Regions from separate parts of the Sus scrofa genome. Here all the other regions are linked to region 2. A link is a contact called in public HiChIP or PLAC-seq data. All regions are on one chromosome and are shown on one strand. Each heading gives the region's core, a stretch centred on a gene start, on an enhancer-like site or on the middle of the called end of the contact. The rest is flanking DNA. Distances are from core to core; before and after follow the strand shown. Region 1 overlaps LOC110260365 (a long non-coding RNA gene). Region 2 overlaps BACH2 (transcription regulator protein BACH2). Region 3 has its middle 110 kb from the start of BACH2.

Evidence for each region. HiChIP or PLAC-seq counts read pairs in DNA pulled down with a chosen protein or histone mark.
Region 1: an H3K27ac HiChIP or PLAC-seq map of skeletal muscle shows a contact between it and region 2. The contact joins two enhancer-like sites. A contact is called at or near these places in 2 of 47 Hi-C or Micro-C datasets (embryonic fibroblasts and skeletal muscle) and 1 of 2 datasets of contacts at active chromatin or transcription factors (skeletal muscle).
Region 3: a contact with region 2 is called in an H3K27ac HiChIP or PLAC-seq map of skeletal muscle, with 4 times the contacts expected there. The contact joins two enhancer-like sites. A contact is called at or near these places in 1 of 47 Hi-C or Micro-C datasets (skeletal muscle) and 1 of 2 datasets of contacts at active chromatin or transcription factors (skeletal muscle).

Annotation. Positions count from the first base shown.
Region 1 is chr1:58,342,843-58,345,542 of Sscrofa11.1, reverse strand. All of the region lies in intron 2 of LOC110260365 (a long non-coding RNA gene), which reads right to left. Among named protein-coding and RNA genes, the nearest start is that of BACH2, 63 kb to the right of the region's middle. Within about 2 kb of position 1,297, at least 48 of the 83 cell types and tissues checked have an H3K27ac peak or open chromatin away from gene starts, as enhancers often do. A contact at or near this core is called in skeletal muscle, where this site is marked.
Region 2 is chr1:57,952,082-57,954,781 of Sscrofa11.1, reverse strand. All of the region lies in intron 3 of BACH2 (transcription regulator protein BACH2), which reads left to right. Among named protein-coding and RNA genes, the nearest start is that of GJA10, 74 kb to the right of the region's middle. Within about 2 kb of position 1,326, at least 15 of the 83 cell types and tissues checked have an H3K27ac peak or open chromatin away from gene starts, as enhancers often do. A contact at or near this core is called in skeletal muscle, where this site is marked.
Region 3 is chr1:58,389,742-58,392,441 of Sscrofa11.1, reverse strand. No RefSeq gene overlaps it. Among named protein-coding and RNA genes, the nearest start is that of BACH2, 110 kb to the right of the region's middle. Within about 2 kb of position 1,376, at least 9 of the 83 cell types and tissues checked have an H3K27ac peak or open chromatin away from gene starts, as enhancers often do. A contact at or near this core is called in skeletal muscle, where this site is marked.

The sequences.
Region 1 (2,700 bases), core at 48-2,547, 390 kb before region 2:
ACCCCATGAATCCTCATGTCGGATTCGTTTCCACTGTGCCACGACAGGAACTCCATAATTACTCCTCATACATGTGAAATATATTTAGACTTTTTTAGAATTCTGACCTTTGCTTCTGGACTTAATAAAGAGACTAACACTGACTACCATGGAATTTTAAATTAGTCTATTACTTTTGTAATGAATTATCTCTAGCTGATAAATAAGCAACTGCTATGGGCTGAATTTTGTTGTCCTCCCCCAAAATTCACCTGTTGAAGCACTAACCCCCAGGATCTCAAAATGTGATCTTGTTTGGAGATGGAGTCACCAAAGATGTAATTAGTTGAGATGAGGTCATACTGGAGCAGGGTGGGCCTCTAAGCCAATATGACTGGTGTCCTTATAAAAAGAGGAAATTTGAAGACAGATACACACAAAGAGACGCAATGTGAAGTTGAAGGCAGTGGTCAGGGTGATGCTTCCTCAAATCGAGAAACACCCCAGTCTGCCTGCAAATCCCCAGAAGCTAGGAGAGAGGCATGGAAAAGATCCTCCTTTCCAGCCCTAGAAAGGAACTCACCCTGGAGTTCCCATTGTGGCACAGCAGAAATGAATCCGACTAGTAACCATGAGGTTGTGGGTATGATCCCTGGCCTCCCTCAGTAGGTTAAGGATTTGGCGTTGTCATGAGCTGTGGTGTGGGTCGCAGACAGGGCTCAGATCCCATGTTGCTGTGGCCATGGGATAGGCCAGTACCTGTAGCTCCGATTGGACCCCTAGCCTGGGAACCTCCATATGCCAGGGGTGCAGCCCTAAAAAAAGGAACCCAGCCTGCTGACACCTTGATCTTGGACTTCTAGCCTCTAGAACTGAGCCAATAAATGGTTGTGTAAGCCACTCCGTTTGTAGCACTTTGTTATGTCATCCACAGAAAACTGAAACAATAACCAAATTTGGGGATTTTCTCCTCTAGGCTTATCTTTAAATTATCAAAACCAAATGCCTCTAACAATCTGTAAAAGTCAGCTTTCTTCATTCTGCTAACCACACACACACGTACATGACCACGGCCAAACAGGGAGCTGTGTGTCTGGCCGCGGCCCTGTGAGAACAGTTGCTGGGAATGCCCCGGAGACCGTGCCGTAACAGCAGACGTCAACAGGGATGGTATTTTCTTACTCTCAGTCCTGAATCAGTAAAAGACGAAGACAAAAAAAAGCACACTTGCGTATTCACTGGTTTAGGCCCAGTCATGATTCCTTTAAAGACGCTGCCAATAGATTTTAGTCATTCTCTGGCAAAGGTTTCTCTTCAACCGCAAACACTACATAGTTGCGGAATGAGTCACCACCTTGAGTAATCTAATTCCTTGACCAGTACATGCCTGCTGCTTACTTACAGCACACAGTGTCTTTCGTTGTGTGTTTTGTTTTGCTCCGTTCTCCCGAGCTTCTTTAATACTTTCTTAAGGGGACAGTCAAGGATTCTTTCTGAATCCCCAAAGAGGATGCATCTTGCTTACTCAGCAGCGTGTGAGCTGGCTAGTCATCAGGAGCCCAAATGTTAAGTTTTATTAAGCTTTCTCAACCTTGAGCTAGCTAGCATGATTACTGCAAAAAAGGCAGTAAGGTGGCATGATTACTGCAAAAAAAAAAAAAAAAAAAAAAAAAAAAAAGCAGCACGTGTGGGCTAAGAAAACTCTCTCCCCAAACCGGAAGACTTCTGCTAAAGAATCCAGGGAAAACAAGAGGGAAGGAGCTGAATGATGTTCCAGAAAGGAGGACACTGGAGCAGAGCCCACCCCCTGTGACCAGCCAGGCTCCCACAGGGACTCAATTTGCATGACCAAATAGCACCCAAGACTTATTTCTATCAATAAAGGGTAAAGCAAATAAACCTCTAAGCTTATTCTTACATGATTTTTTAAAAAGTGTGCTTAAAGATATTTTCTCTACCAACATATCATAACCACAAGATGTTTAGTTCTTTAATGGGGAAATATTTTTTTTCTCCAAGGCTGATAGATTGAAACATTTTGAATATTTGTAATATTTTTAAGAAGAATTTTTTATGAGTATCTGGCCAGCACTTTTTGAGATTTTTTCTCTTTCTTCTTCCATGAGTGGGTACCAATATTATGGAAATAGAAATTGGAGAAGTGAAACTATCAACAAAATGAAAAGGCAACCTACTGAATGGGAGAAAATATTTGCAAATCACATTACCTGATAAGGGATTAATATTCAAAATACATAAAGAACTCATACAGCTCAATAGCAAAAAAACAAATAACCCAATTTTAAAAAAGGGACAGAGGATATGAATAAACATTTTCCCAAAGAAGACATACAGATGGCCAACAGGTACATGAAAAGATGCCCAATATCACTAATCATCAGGGAAATGCAAATCAAAACCACAATGAGATGCCACTTTCACACCTGTCAGTAAAATTATTATCAAAAGGACAACAAAAAACGTGTTTGTGAGAATGTGGAAAAGAGAGAAAGCTCATGCACTGTTGGTGGGAATGTAAACTGGTACAGCCACTACAGAGAACACTACGGTGGTGACTCCCCCAAAAAATTAAAGATTAAACTACCATACAACCCAGCCATTCCACTCCTGGGTATTCATCTGAAGAAAATGAAAACATTAACTCAAAAAGGTACATGCACCCCCATGTTCATTGCAGCAGTGTTTACAATAGCCAAGACA
Region 2 (2,700 bases), core at 77-2,576:
TTCTAGAGACAGGAAAATTTGTGGTGTGTAGTAAATAAGGATGAGAGGAAGGACTGGAATGGAATCATTGCGAGCCAGAGATTCGAATGCCAGCAAAGATGATCTCATTGGATTCTAGTTCTGAAGCACATTTTTTTAGCCACACCTAACTTCTATTCATATAGTTGTTTTTCTTTATGTGAAAATTCTTGGGAGTCCCAGCTAAGGGACCCATCTCCTCCCAGTGCCAAGGATGCCACAATTTCCCTGGGGAAGGATAGCGATCTTAACACAGCGGTCATTCACCTCTGTGCATCCGTATAAATGAGCCAGGGGACTGACCTCCACCAGCCACCCAAGGAGTTCACATTGAGAGAACAAAGGGCAGTTGCTCTGCTGAGCCTTCCCCAGGACCCTCCTGCCATTCACTTTTCAGTACAGCTTATTCATCAAATGGGGCTGTTTATAAGTGTTTTATAAAAATCCTTTCAGTACCAGATTCCCTTTCTTCTGACCACTCGCACAAACATACCTGAAAATTTTTGCTTATTTTTTTTTTGCATTGTCAATATGTGTCTCCCCCTTCCCCCTTTTCAAGTTGCAAGTTAATGTTTTTATGTTTATTTTGCATTTTATTTTAAAGCTAACCCAACCTGGGCAGTAAATTTAGGTCAGAGCGGCCCTGGCCCCAGCCGATGGCAAATGACCTGGGATCAGGGCCCGGGAGGCCTCCTCTGGCTAGCTGCTGCAGAGTTCGCTCGCTAGGCTTCAGTTTCACCTCTGTAATTATGAGCGAGAAGCCTAGAGTTAATTACAATGCATGAATGGGAGATATTCCTGGACTTATTTGCATTCATTACTTGCTGGTAGTTCCTCTGTTGAGGTCTCCATCCTTGTTTTTACAGAGCTTTTGGCAGTGTTTCTGCAGTTGGTGTGTGAATTTTTATGATCTGTTGCATGTTATTCATGCAATTTCCTGCCCTGTAATGGTATCAGTTTTCCAGACGCAGAGGAATACAGACTAAAACCCAGGAGCCTGCATTAGCATAAAATGTCCCAGTTCTGTCAGTTTGATTAATTTGTCTCTTTGTCTCCACTCTATATGATAAGTGCTATTAATGGTTGCAACACTTCATATGTCAAAGTCTTTCTTCCTAATGACTTGAAAATGCGGTTTATTTCCCCCCTTTTTGTATTATTTTTCTCATTTAGCATTCCACTCAAGTATAGATTTATGCCATGCTCTTTCATTATCTTACTGGTTGCAGCACTGGAGTGATTACATATGGTGTAGAGTATGCGTAAAGATGTGATCCCAGGGGCAGCAGCTGCTGATGCAAGCTGAAAATAGATCCAGCGTACGCTCAGCACTTTTCCCAGAGGCCTTTTATTTATTAGTAGCAGTCTCGGTACAGGACAGCTTGGATCCTCATTTAGCAAGATGACTTTTTGCCTTTCCCAACACTGCAATGACTTTGCTCTATTTACTGACACTGCTGTGTAATTTTTTTTAAACTGCCTTGTATCTCTGCCATGACTTAACCTAACATAAATTGTAATATAATCTCGATATATAATGAACTCAAGAAACGACAGGCTCCATTTGAAGTAATGGAGCTTGACAGATCTAAGGTTTAAATTAAATAATCCTATTTGTAAGACAGCATTTGTACATGGTACACTGCTTTAAAATGAATTTCTATTCTTCTCTAGCGCTTCCTACACCGTTTTTAGTATTCTCCCTTTCAAAAGGACTTTTTTCCAGGAAGAAAGGCATTGCCAAGCCAATGGCTCTTTCATAAGGAAAGAATAAGATGAAATTTTTTTTTACCCATTTCAATCACTGAACTGGAACCAGCATCATTAATGATTCGAGATGGGTAGTTATTAATCCAAGCTGGCAAATTCAAATAGCTCAGACTTTTCTATCAGCACAGAACATCTGTGATAGAAATATAAGAGCGGAATTTAGGATTAAGCTAATAGCCAACCTTCTGCACATGTTTTAGGTTCAAATAGGTATTTTTCAATAAATTTGAAGAGTCCTAATAATGAATAGATGTATGTATTTTCTGAATAAATCCAGGAAGAATTCTTATTTTGTAATGTCATTCTTCTCATTGAGAGATGTACTTTAGACAAGATAAGGAGGAAATGCACGGTACATTTTAGCAGACAACATCAAGCTCGTTCTTCTCTGCTATGTAATAAAAATTTCCAAATTGCAAAAATAAAAAAGAACATTTTAAAAGTTTATAGACAGATGACAATTTGAGAGTATTACTTATTGGCAGGAGCTAGTCAGGAAGCCTTAGGAAAAATGAATTTCTAGCTAGAGAGAAGATCTCCTCCTGACGACAGTGAATGAGGGAGGCAATTTAGTAATTTGCTTTTTGCTGTTTTGTGTGTGATTTTACCTGCCCCGGAACCAAGCAGGCATCAGAGAAGAGGGTGGTAATTCCCTCCTTAAATATGTCAGTGCCCTGAAATAGTCCTGTGGGCTCTTCTGTTAAGTAACAGCGATTTTATTAATTCCACGATTAAATGAAAGTTACATGGGATAAACACATACTTCCTGTTGGCTTGGCTTAAAAATTAAAACAGTGATTCATGACAAAGAAATACAGCACAATTGTTTCTTTTTGGCGGGTCTGTGACCCATAAGGTTGTTGAAAGGGCAGTAATTCAAACCATTCCTGAAAGAGGCAAACCAAGGGGCAC
Region 3 (2,700 bases), core at 127-2,626, 440 kb before region 2:
ATTATAAGTTTCAGGAATTCATGTTTTCTGGTAAATGCAGGACTTTATTCCTTCTCCACAGAAGAGCTCAGATGATTCGATTTTCGATAACAAAACAGAATTTTATTTTGAGGGTGTCACATCATCCTCAAACATAGAAAGCTATATTATAAAATAAATATCAAACATCTAATTAAACACCCATTTTTCACTCTCTCTCTCTTTCCCTCCCACATCCACACACCCACACATACCCCCCCACACACACACACTCTCTCACTCTCAGGCACCCACACTTCCGGATCTACTAACCTAAATCAGTAGGCTGAAGGGTTTCTCAGAGACTCCCCTCAGCATTAAGGATGCTAATTGCTACTCTAGCAGTTACTGGAAGATCAAAGAACCGCCCACAGAGCAGAGCTGTGCTGTTTCATCTTCCACAGACCAAACACTAATACTTGCCCATCCCCCGCCATCCATCTCCCCCTCTCAAGCTGCCACATTGGACCAATTCCCTTTCCTCTTCCCCACATGCTCTCCCCGCCCCCAAATAGCTCTATGCCAAAAATAAACACTCAGAAAAATGCTTGTGGAATGAATGGAGAGAGGTAACTCCAGTATCATTATACCTCCCTTCTCATTACCATGGTTTGTCTAAGGATGTGCTTGTTTGTTTGCAGGCACCATTGAGAAACCCACCATAGGGAACCCCTGCCAGGTCAGTCTCTCAGGAGCTGGGGCAGGAATGCTGGGGCCTGTTGTTCCTCCAGCCCTAAAGGCCCTACACATAAGCCATGCATCCCCACCCCATCACCCGGCCCCGGGCCCCTCATTGCGGAAGTCAGAGGGCTTTCACTTGGGACCACAGCTCTGCATGCTGCAGGTGAGCAGGGCTATGAGAGAGGTCCCCTCCCTTGGAGCAAGACACTCCCCCTTGAGGATGAGCACGACAACAACGGAAAGAGCCTTCGGTCACCCCCTGCAAAGTGGAGTTGGCACAACCAGAGAGATCTGATCTCCTCATGGTGTAAAATGTCTGACCTCCCGTGGATGAAGGAGGCTCTCTCTATACTCTCGAGAAGCTTTGGAAAAAATATTCCGAGTTGTCTCAAGAGGAAAAATGAAATGCGACCCTTGGCAAGTCCAGGAGCCCGTTGAAGTGGACTAAAGAGACAGAGAGTCTCAGAGGAAAGTCTCCCTGGGCAGCCTGGGTCAAGGTGACCCAAGAAGTGGGTCAAGTGCAAGATGAGAAACAGCTGAGCTGCTGTCGCTGACCTGACGGTCTGACACGGCCACTCCTCCAGGGCGGCCAGAATAGCCAAATCCTCACCACAGAGGCAGCAGCCTGAGAGACAGAGGCTGCCAGGAATGGTGACATTAGCACAGCAAGCCCAGGCCACTCAGACAGTCACAGGAAAGATCAAGGTTCAGTATCAAGTTCCCATGTGACACACCCCAGGGCAAGAGTACATGGAGGGACGTCTCTAGACTGAATCTGAGTCGGTCTCCTTAGAGGGACAATGGTGACTCATTTACATACTCAGGCCCATAACCTAAAGGCATGTTGGGGGTAGTTGAATAACTTGTAAATTGAACAAAGACAGTTTCTTTGGGGAGTTCTCTGGTGGTCTAGGGGTTAGGACATGATGCTTTCACTGCTGTAGCCTGGTTCCATCCCGGGTCTGACAACTGATATCCCATATCAAGCTTCTGCGAGCCTCAGCCAAAAAAAAAAAAAAAAAAGTCCGTTTTCCTTAGATAGCATTCACTTTTGGTCCCTGATGCTCAAAACAAATACGAACTGTTCAACCTCCCAGTGAACACGTCCCAAAAGTCACTGACGCCACATTTTCGTTCATGCTATATTTAGCCACAGTGCCATTCCTTTCATTTCTCTGGATTTAGTTTTTAAAATATTACTCATCCTTCAAGCCCAACTGAAATGCTACCTCTGACATGAAGTGTTCCTCGACCACCTCAGGTCTAAGTGATTTTTCTCTCCTGAGTTCACCATTTCCGCTGCATGATGACTCCTGCCACATCCCATTTTGGTTTTGGTTTGTTTGTTTTCTTTTTAGGGCTGCACCCACAGCATATGGAGGTTTCCAGGCTAGGGGTCGAATGGGAGCCTCATCTGTGACCTACACCACAGCTCACAGCAACACGAGATCCTTAACCCACGGAGCAAGGCCAGGGATCAAACCTGTATCCTCATGGATACTGGTCGGATTCTTGACCCGCTGAGCCAACAGGAACTACCCATCCCACTTTGTGATGGAGCCATTCATGTGGGTCTCCAGTCACAGTGACTTCCAGGTGGCTAAATCCCATGGGCATTTTTAGTTGCCATCTAACCTGATCTCTCAATAGTACTTAATACTGTTGAATATATTCTGCTTCTTGGAAGAGTCATCACTATGGCATCTGTGGAGACATCTGGGGTTTGGCTGCTTGGCTTCTCTACCTTCTTCAGGTAACATGGCCCTGATTTTCTTTTGAGGAACTTTCTGTTCATGAGGTAGGTGTAAGCAGGACTGCTGCCAACCTCTAGTTCAGAGATGAGCACATAACCTGAATCCTGCCAACACGAGTGCTTCCCGGAGACTTGCTAGAACCAATAAAAGAGAAAGGTTTTCTCTGCCTTGGGTAGGATGTAAACCTGAAGCTTCTGGCAGTGACCTGATCAGGCCAACACATGGAATGACCCACTTGGCAAAGAAC